Regions from separate parts of the Mus musculus genome. Here region 2 is linked to region 1. Evidence: chromatin contacts called from public promoter capture Hi-C data. All regions are on one chromosome and are shown on one strand. The core of a region is the stretch at or near the end of the contact, and the rest is flanking DNA. Distances in the headings are between cores, read along the strand shown. Region 1 overlaps Tyro3 (TYRO3 protein tyrosine kinase 3). Region 2 holds the start of Mga (MAX gene associated).

Region 1 (4,516 bases), core at 689-3,188:
CTGGATTCCCAGAGAATCCTCTGCCTCTCTCCTGCCCTGGAGCAAGGAGGTTAAATTCTTACTTCTGGGAACATTGTATTGGAAGAGCCTAGGCAGTTATCTAGCACATGCCAGGTTCCCGCACAAAGGGTTACTTGAGAAGCAGAGACTTCTAACCAACGACTGCCAATGTTATCTCTCAGTTAATCACATGCACACACACACACACACACACACACACACAAATAAATCATTTAAACAGTTAAAGCTAAATACAGCAAGAAATATTTGAAAAGCTACTCGCGTGGCATTTAATTCAAGTCTCATTAGCTATGTGGAAACCTGACCTGTAGAACCAGCAACAGGTTTTTCAGGACACTTGCTCCGGGAAGGGGCCTACCTCATTCCATTGCCCTCAGCCAGCAGGGCTGTGGCTCTGCCTCTCCCAGTTTCCGTCCCGGCAGAGACATGATCTGCTTGCCTCCTGTTGCGGAAAGCCAGGAGCTCACGTGGAAATGAGGTTGCAGGTGGAAATACTGGGAAACAACTCTGTTTCTAAGAGGCTCACCTTTCTTTGACTACTGATTCCCAGGTTCCCGCAGGGGTGGAGAGATGAGGACCCAGGGAAATGTTTGGTAGTGGGTGTAGAGTGCCTCTGTTCCAACTTAAATGTCAAAATGTTTGCACTTCCCAGAGTCCAGTGGGAGTTATTACTGTGGGGTGGTGGGATTACAGACATTCTACACTTTCCTAGTTGTCTACAAAGATTATATATTATCTTGAACATGGTAAGAATTACTGGGGTCTATCTAATCTGCTTATGAGAAGCACACTGGGTTGAACTTTAAGATACAGTAAGAAAAAGGTTTCCTTAATCATATCACGTAAAGATAACTGTCTACACTCCGGCATGTCTTTTCTAGACTTTTCTCTGTGCAAGAATGCTTCATTGTTTTGTGATCCAAAAGGGGAAAAAAGTAAACATTTAAAAGACAAAGCCTTGGGTTGGGAATGGTAGCACGTGCCTTTAATCCCAGCACTCAGAACAAGGCAGGTCCATCTTTGTGAGTTCCAGACCAGCTGGGGATACCTAGTTAAGACCCTGTCTCAAAACAACAAAAACTCCAAACAACCAATATCAGTAAAAAACAAAACAAAGCTTTGATTCTTTATGTTTCAATTTTATTTGTTTTGAAACAGCAACTTAATAGCTTAGAAATGTTCCTAACAGCAAGAGCCTGCCCAAGAGCCTGCCTCAACCCCAGCCCTGGTTCCACCCCAGCCCTGGTTCCTGGAACTTTTCTTACCCACATCAGCCATCAGTAGTCTCTCTGGAGACTTGGGACAAACGAGGATGTCCATTTAGAGAGGAGGGTAGACCTAAGGGTCATCATGTGGGAGGGCTGGGCTCAGACAAAACTGCCTCTGTTAGTTTTGGGGTATCTGGGGGCTTGGTAGCATGCTCAGACAGACTGTAGAAGCTTGGAGGGGTCCTGAAATGCCTGACTCCTGGACCAGCCCCTTAGCACCTCTCCACCTGCCAGACTCAGACCCTGCCTTTTGAAGTCGGATCTCTGTAACCTTTTGTCCTTCAGCATGCCTCAGAGCCCCACAGCCAGTTCCAGGCCTTTGCAGGGTGGGGAATCAGGAAGATGATGAGGATTCAGACCTGAGAATATCCCACCATTTCCTGCCATAGGGCTTAGGGACCCAAGTGTGCCAATCCCTTCCTAATCATCACCTAAAAGGGAACAATACATGGACATCTCTTTGTGACTTAAGAGGGGCAAACCTGGCATTTCGGCCCAAGTGTGGTGGGCAGTGCTGAGTTCCAGGCTGCAGGCGGCTCCAAGCATGCACTAAAGTAGGAGCAGCTCAGCCAGGAGGGTAGGGGCCCACAGGGCTGTTGCTACCCTCCCTTACTGCCATCCACACCCATGGTACCCATGGAAACATAGCCACCCTCCCCTCCTGCCAGCTGCCTGCATTCAGGCAACCAGCTCTGGCTCACCTCCTCTAAGCCAAGGCCTGAACTGATGCCAGGCTGGCCAGAGCGGCTGCAGGAAGAACTGGGATTGGGCAATTTGGTCCGTCCAGGCGCCAGCACAGCTTGGGAGGGCTACCACAGGAGCCTCCATACCTTGCTGCCTGGGCTGTGATCAGACTGGGCCTAGTCAGGCAGCACAGCGGTCAGCAGAGCCAGGGGCCCCAACTTTCCTCTGCCTGAGGGTTAACAGCTACTGTGAGGCAGTAGCCCTTGCTGCAGCAACAACAGCCTCTGGTTCTCATTGAGGGGGCTTTCTGGCTGCTGCTCCAGCTGCCCTGGTGACTCGGATAGCCCTCCGGGGCTGAAGATGTACCGAGAGTCACTGGGGATGCCACCTACTGCCCCCACGCCACTGCCGTCCCCTGCCTCGCTGCTGGATCGCTCTCCACAGTGGACCTCAGGGCTGCCACTCTCAGTAGGCTGCTCAGCTCTCTCAATGTTGATGTACAAGGGGTCCTGGCTGGTGGACAGCACAGACAGGTGGCCCAGAATGTTCTCCAGTTCCATTCGCAGACACGTGAAGCTTGGGCGCTGCTTGGGGTCGGCGCTCCAGCACTGGTACATGAGATCATACCTGAGGTAAAAGAATACGGGGACATAGTAGCCACAAAGCAGAGGACCTCCCGACCATATGACGCTGAGATGGGAAAATAACTCATTCTTTTAACAGTACTGTAGAAGGATAACTACGTGTCGGGTTAAATTATATGCATTTCGTGTATGTATATATGTGTGTGTGAATGCATACATGCTCATGACCTCATGCATGTACCTCAGCACACTTGTTCGAAGTCAAAGGTCAAGTTTTAGGGACTGGCTCTCTCCTACAACGTGGGTCTATGGGATCGAACTTAGGCCTTCTGGCTTGGCAGCAAGCACTCTTACCTGCTCTGCCATCTTGCCAGACCTACATTTAACAGTTCCTATGTAAAATATGGAAATTGAAGTGTGGAGAGATGGCTCAGCAGTTTCAATAGTGCTTTGGCTTTCACTACTTGCCTTTGCGTCCTGAGTACTGAGATTATAGGCCTGTGCCAACATCACCCAGCTTAAAAATAAATCTTTAAAAAAATACTAGTTCAAGATGGGCAGTGGTAGCGCACGCCTTTAATCTCAGCACTTGGGAGGCAGAGGCAGGTGGATTTCTGAGTTCAAGGCCAGGCTGGTCTACAGAGTGAGTTCCAGGACAGCCAGGGCTACACAGAGAAACCCTGTCTCAAAAAACCAAACCAAGGGCTGGAGAGATGGCTCGGGTTAAAGAGTACCAACTGCTCTTCTGGGGGTTCTGAGTTCAATTCCCAGAACCACATGGTGGCTCACAACCATCTGTGATGGGATCTGATGCCCTCTTCTGGTGTGTCTGAAGACAGTGACAGTGTACTCATATAAATAAAATAAATAAATCTTTAAATAAAAAATCCTTAGTGAAGTAGCAAGTAACAGAGCAGGCTTTCATGGGATGCATACCTGTAACCTTGGCACTCAGGAGGTGGAGGCAGGAGGACTGGCACCAGTTTGAGGCAGGCTTAAGATACAGTTTGAGTATGAGCGACATAGCAAAGCCCTATTTCAGAAAATAAAACACAGGCCTGGAATGCAGTCGGTTGGTAGGATGCTTGCTCAGTGTGCACAGAGTCCCAGGTATGACCTCCAGTACCTCATAAGTGCTACACCGCTGGGATTCTGACACTTGGGCGTGGTGGCAGGAGGATCTGAAGTCTAGGGTACCTCTCAGCTCTAAGCTCATGTGAGACTAGTCTAAGATAAGTGAGATCATCTCAAACAAGTTCCCCAAAGCCACAGAACTATGACTTGAAGCCACAAGGGCTAGCTAGTGCCCATCTTTCTTCTGAGCAGTCTCAGGAGGGGACTAAAATAAAAGCACTTTTGTCTTACACAAAAGACTGGAGGCAGGATTGTTTTTCTTGTTTTTTGGCCTACAGCCTAGCGTATATTAAGCAAGTACTCTACTGCCGAGTTACCATATCCCAGACCCTGGACTCGGGGTTATCTTTTGAGGGGGCAGACATGTACTTTTCCTCTTTTGTCCCAAGTCCACACGAGGCAGCACCCACTCATGTATGCTTACATTTTCAGAAAAGTTTCCAGTCCTCTTTCTCTGCCAAGAATACCCCACCTGCACTCTTTAGCCTTACAAATTCTCTTAGAGCTCTCACTGTTTCTAAGTCTGAAACACACACACACACACACACACACACACACACACACACACACACACACCCTCCCTCCCCTTGTGGGGAAGGTCTCAAACAAAGTGCAGTCAACAATGCCTGACTTTTGACCATGGCAAAAGCACCAAGGACTGTCTCACAAAAAAGCCTTCCTAATTGGGGTTCCAACGGCAGAAGAATCATGCCAGACCCCAGGCAGGCTGTGGGAATGGTCCAGAACCACGGGTATATGGCCAGACTGGGATATAATTCTCAAGGCTGTGCTAGAAGCCAACTGGCGTCCTTCCACCAGGCTGCC
Region 2 (4,516 bases), core at 1,420-3,919, 80 kb before region 1:
ACAGAAGAATCCCCCAGACCCTACTGCCCATAGTGCTGATAACCTAACCAGATAGTGATTCTCACAAGTGGGTTTACCACTGAACCATTCTCACAAGTGGGTTTACCACTGAACTGTATATCCCCATCCCATGCTTGATTTTTCTCATCTACAGCTTGAAATATGTTGTTTCACACATACAAAGACTACTCTTAAACTCTAAGATAACCTTAATGTCCACTGCTAAAATCAAATGTACTTTAGAAGTGCTAGGCTACTCCAAGAAAGAAAAAAGAAATCCATTCTGGCAATATTCTAAAGTACTCTGTATTTTGCTCTCTTAACGTTTTAATAAAGAACACAGGCTGGTGGTGCAAACCTTTAATCCCAGCACTGGGGAGGCTGAGGCAGGAGAATCTCATAGGCCAGGCTAGTTTTTGGTTCAGCCTTTCCTCATCAAGCATTTACCTAGATTAAAGTACGGGTTGGAAAGGGCCTTAAACTAAGTTGTAAAGAGAGAAATTCCTGGGCTAGAGAGATAGTTCAATGGTTGTTAAGAGTACTGATTGCTCTTCCAGAGGTCCTGAGTTTAATTCGCAGCAACCGCATGGTGGCTCACAACCATCTGTAATGGGATCTGATGCTTTCTTCAGATCTGATGTGTCTGAAGACAGTGACAATGTACTCGTATAAATTAATCTAAAAAAAAGAGAAATTCTCAGTCCCCCCACTACACATATTCACACTCTCTAACAGACGTCATTTAAAACAATGTAGCAAGATGCATTAATTGTAACTTTGGGAAATTTTTATTATAATGGTCACCCTGATACAACCCATAAAACACACTATGTAGCAACCCAATTAAATGATTTACATACTCAACTACACCAAGTCAAAATTCGAAATCAATATATTACTTTTAAAACACAAATTTCAAATGATGGTCAACACATTCTAAATGTTGCCCATGCTAACCATGTCCTTTTAAACGATAAATGTACTACTATACAGGAGGCTCACTATGGTGTTTGTCTTTTGATTAAATTAAATCGCATTTTGAAACTCAAATTTTTTACATATCTCCATTTGTAGGTATTAATCTGAAACAATTCAAGTTAACAAGCTTTTAGTTGCCTATGGGTTACTAAGTAGAACCTGAAAAACTAACCTTTACTGCAGAAATGGACAGCAAATTTGAAATAAATATGCCAATGCACCCAGGGAATGAAATTTCAGGTCTTTCACTTGTGTTGCAGTTAAGTGGACACAACTTACTACCTATGTATAAAAAAATAAAACAGCCTCCAGTTACTCGCTTTTCAGCTAGCCACAAACATGAAAAAAATGTCGCAAAGAAAACTCTTCCAGGGTAGAGTCCCAAGGATCACGTGCAGCCAGGCGGAACCCTGTGTTCCTAAGGCTGTTCAGCCGCTTTCGGTTACCTTGGAGACTACACAACTAGTCACCCCGCCAGCCCATTTCCCAGCAGTCCTCTCGCTACTCTCCTGCACCTTAACTGCAGCAGCGTCGTGCGCAAAAAGCCAGCAAGACAGGCAGAGTTGACCAAGCACTTGGACACGCAAGCTTGGCAAGCTCAACAACACCCACAGACTGAGCATAAGTGAGCCCTAACTTCTCAAGATCCACGTGTCGGCTTCGGCGACGCGAACAAGAGTGGGTCTCCCTCAGACGGAGATTTTTCCCGTTCTACTAATCAAGCCACTCTTCAGGCACTCTTCACCCATGCCTGCTACCATCCTTTTGCCAGAGAAAAAGAGACATTCTTGGGGAACGAAAGAGAAGGCTAATGCCCTTGCGCACCTTACACTCGACTCAAAGACGTACTTGAAAATTCAACAGAAACGGGAAGTCCTATGGACAGAAAACCAGTCAGGTTACCCCAGAAAGAGAAAAAGGAACCACCACCTGTTCCCTACCTGTTTTCTCCGCCTTCGAATTAGCACTTACAAATCACAGCTCCTTTGTTTACAAAGTTCTCACTCTCATTCAACTCACTCATCGCCCCCTCATTAAATTCGGGGCCTTGCCTCAATTTGACCCGAAATTACACGCTAGGAAATGTTTGAATAGGTGTCAAAACACTGCATCCAGTTCCTTGGAGAAACAGACATTGGTTGTTTCCCTCGGAGAGTTGAAACTCAGAGAGCTGAACTCTTAAAACCTGTGCTTATTCCATCGATAACCAGGCTAGAAATCGTCACGCGGAACGTGCCATGCTGTTCAACACCCCACGCACGCGAGGGCAGGGCCGTGCCGTAGGCACTTCTCACCCCGCCCGCCTCGTGGTCTCGGTCTCCGGCGTCGATGTTCCTAGTTAGTTCTCCGAGCGACACGGAAGTGAGGTCGGGGAGGCGTGCGAGATGACATGCGCAACTCGCTCAAGGGACCAAAGGCTGCACAGCGTAAGGCCCAGCCAGGCCCAGGCGTGCGAAGCTCTCTCTGCGGAACGCTGGGCAAGCCGTTCAAATACACAAGTGGTTTAAACTCAAAAAAACTCCAATCGGGCCACTATTGAAGCGACGCCCTCCACCCAGGCCCGAGAGTTACCGTGCGGGGCGTGGCCGGCCTCACCCCGAGTCCTTCACATCCCTCTAGGGGAGGGTTATTCTGAAGGGTTCGCACACCGTGTGTCCGCTTCAGCTGAAGAGCCTGCGCACGCACCGGATGTCCACGTCACTGCGCACGCGCTCCTACCAGCTTGGAGCCGACCGCGCAGGCGCATAGGGAGGCGCGAGCAGCACCTCTTTGCCCCTCCCCCAACATCAGGAGGCCAAACAGCCCGGAGCAGCGTCAGGACCCTTGGGTTCCGCCCACGGAGCCGAAGCCGTAGCCTTTTCGCATTTTAGTAATCCAGAAAGAACTTATGAAGCTTCCAGAATCAGGAAAGGAGAGACAGGAGAGAGGTACACAATACGCTCAATCCTGTATTCGAAGCCTTCGTGAAAATTCTGAAACCACTGCCCTCCAGGCCTTTCCCAACAAGACTCTTCAGCCTTTCCCAGAGACTTCTCACCGGCCCCGCCCCTGCCGTACCCAGCCCCACCCACATGAAGCTTCATAGACCTCCTGGCTTCGCAAATCCTTCAAAAAAAAAAAAAAAAAAAAAAAAAAAACGGAGGACCTCCTGTACAAAGTGCTATGGGGTTGGAAAGTACCAGAACACTGGAAAAGCTTGAAGCAAACACCACGAAAGAAGAGTAAGCAATTTTCCAATATTCGCCAACAAAGAACACTAGGAAAATTCGAGAAAGCCTTGTTGAGCGCAGAGAATGGAAGTTTATGCCTATATTCTCAACACTGAGGCTGAAGCAGGATTGCTGCGAGTTCGAGGCTAACCTGAATTCTATAGTGAGTTCACGTTCCAGAGTAGGCTAGGCTGCCAAGACACCGTGCTGGAATGAAAAGCAAAGCAAAGAAAGGTTCTATAAAGGAAAAAGAGCTGCCACTAAATTGCCTGATACCAAGATGAAAGATGTCTTAAAAAGAAATGGTCAAGAATATTTTTGTTGTTGTTGTTGCTTCTTCAAGACAATGAAGCTTAAAAATGTAAAGAAAACATTAACCAACAATGTATATTTTTGTTGTTGTTGTTGCTTCTTCAAGACAATGAAGCTTAAAAATGTAAAGAAAACATTAACCAACAAGTATGTCAGACAATTGCCAAACTAAGTCAGAGAGCAATAATTCTCAACCAAACATCAAAAATTTTAGGTTTTTTTCTCTACCATTTACTACTTTCATGCTGCTAACCTACCAGTAAATGTTTAAAGTGAAAAGGAGTAATTACGAAATAATTAAGTAGAAAACATAAAATGCAGTCCATATTCCCAAACTTTTCACTCTCAAGAGATAATAGAAAAACTTATTTTGTGCTAAGTGACAATACAAACACTTTGAAGGAAACCAAGAATGTAAGGATGGAGCCAAGAGGAAGGACAAGGATAGCCAACAGGGTTGATCTGACTTGCTTCGTTTCACTTAGCTATTTATTCCTGAGGAGATACGCAACACATAGGCAGAAACTGAACTAAAGTTTACAGACTTCTGAAATCCATGATTCAGGAAAACCATTCAAGATCTTAGAAGACTGAAAACCATTTCTTTAACACGTTCCTCTTCTCTGACTCAAGAACCTTTCCTACTAAACCAAGATGCCTTCTCGAGGGTTATAATGGTTTCTCAAAAAAATCTCATTTTTCTGAGACTAAAATTTGAGTTTATTTACTAGTAAAATGTCTGCCCCTAAGGTATGAATGACTCGGTAGCATCTCAAAAAAAGACAACCCAAATAGCATCTCTAATTGGAAAAATCTACGAGAACAACTTGCATGGGAAAGTACAACAGAAATGCTCTTTGGTGCTCTTTCCCTGCTCCAAGCAAACATGAAATACCAGATTTCAATTTTCAACAATTACTGATTTTCATTACTGAGTAGCTAGTTTCCTGAGCATATTGTCAATCACTTTCCCAAAATCCTAAGAATGTCTGCCCTCACATTCAGGGCTTTCTCAT

What was found. Promoter capture Hi-C pulls out the DNA fragments that hold promoters and counts their contacts.
Region 2: a promoter capture Hi-C map of hippocampal neurons shows a contact between it and region 1, with 1.7 times the contacts expected there. The contact joins the promoter of Mga here to the enhancer-like site in region 1. A contact is called at or near these places in 4 of 39 promoter capture datasets (the 3T3-L1 cell line, embryonic stem cells, hippocampal neurons and 1 more), 1 of 15 datasets of contacts at CTCF or cohesin (the NIH/3T3 cell line), 12 of 484 Hi-C or Micro-C datasets (B cells, the G1E-ER4 cell line, cerebral cortex and 4 more), 10 of 115 datasets of contacts at active chromatin or transcription factors (differentiating embryonic stem cells, embryonic forebrain, embryonic hindbrain and 6 more) and 5 of 9 other capture datasets (adipose tissue, embryonic stem cells, liver and 2 more).

The regions. Positions count from the first base shown.
Region 1 is chr2:119,814,728-119,819,243 of GRCm38.p6, reverse strand. Tyro3 (TYRO3 protein tyrosine kinase 3) reads right to left here. Exons shown (of 19, transcript NM_019392.2): 19 at 1,140-2,600. The coding sequence ends at 2,210. Among named protein-coding and RNA genes, the nearest start is that of Tyro3, 17 kb to the right of the region's middle. Within about 2 kb of position 1,938, at least 72 of the 459 cell types and tissues checked have an H3K27ac peak or open chromatin away from gene starts, as enhancers often do. A contact at or near this core is called in cerebral cortex, cortical neurons, differentiating embryonic stem cells and 2 more, where this site is marked.
Region 2 is chr2:119,895,381-119,899,896 of GRCm38.p6, reverse strand. Mga (MAX gene associated) reads right to left here and starts at 2,669. Exons shown (of 24, transcript NM_013720.2): 1 at 2,551-2,669.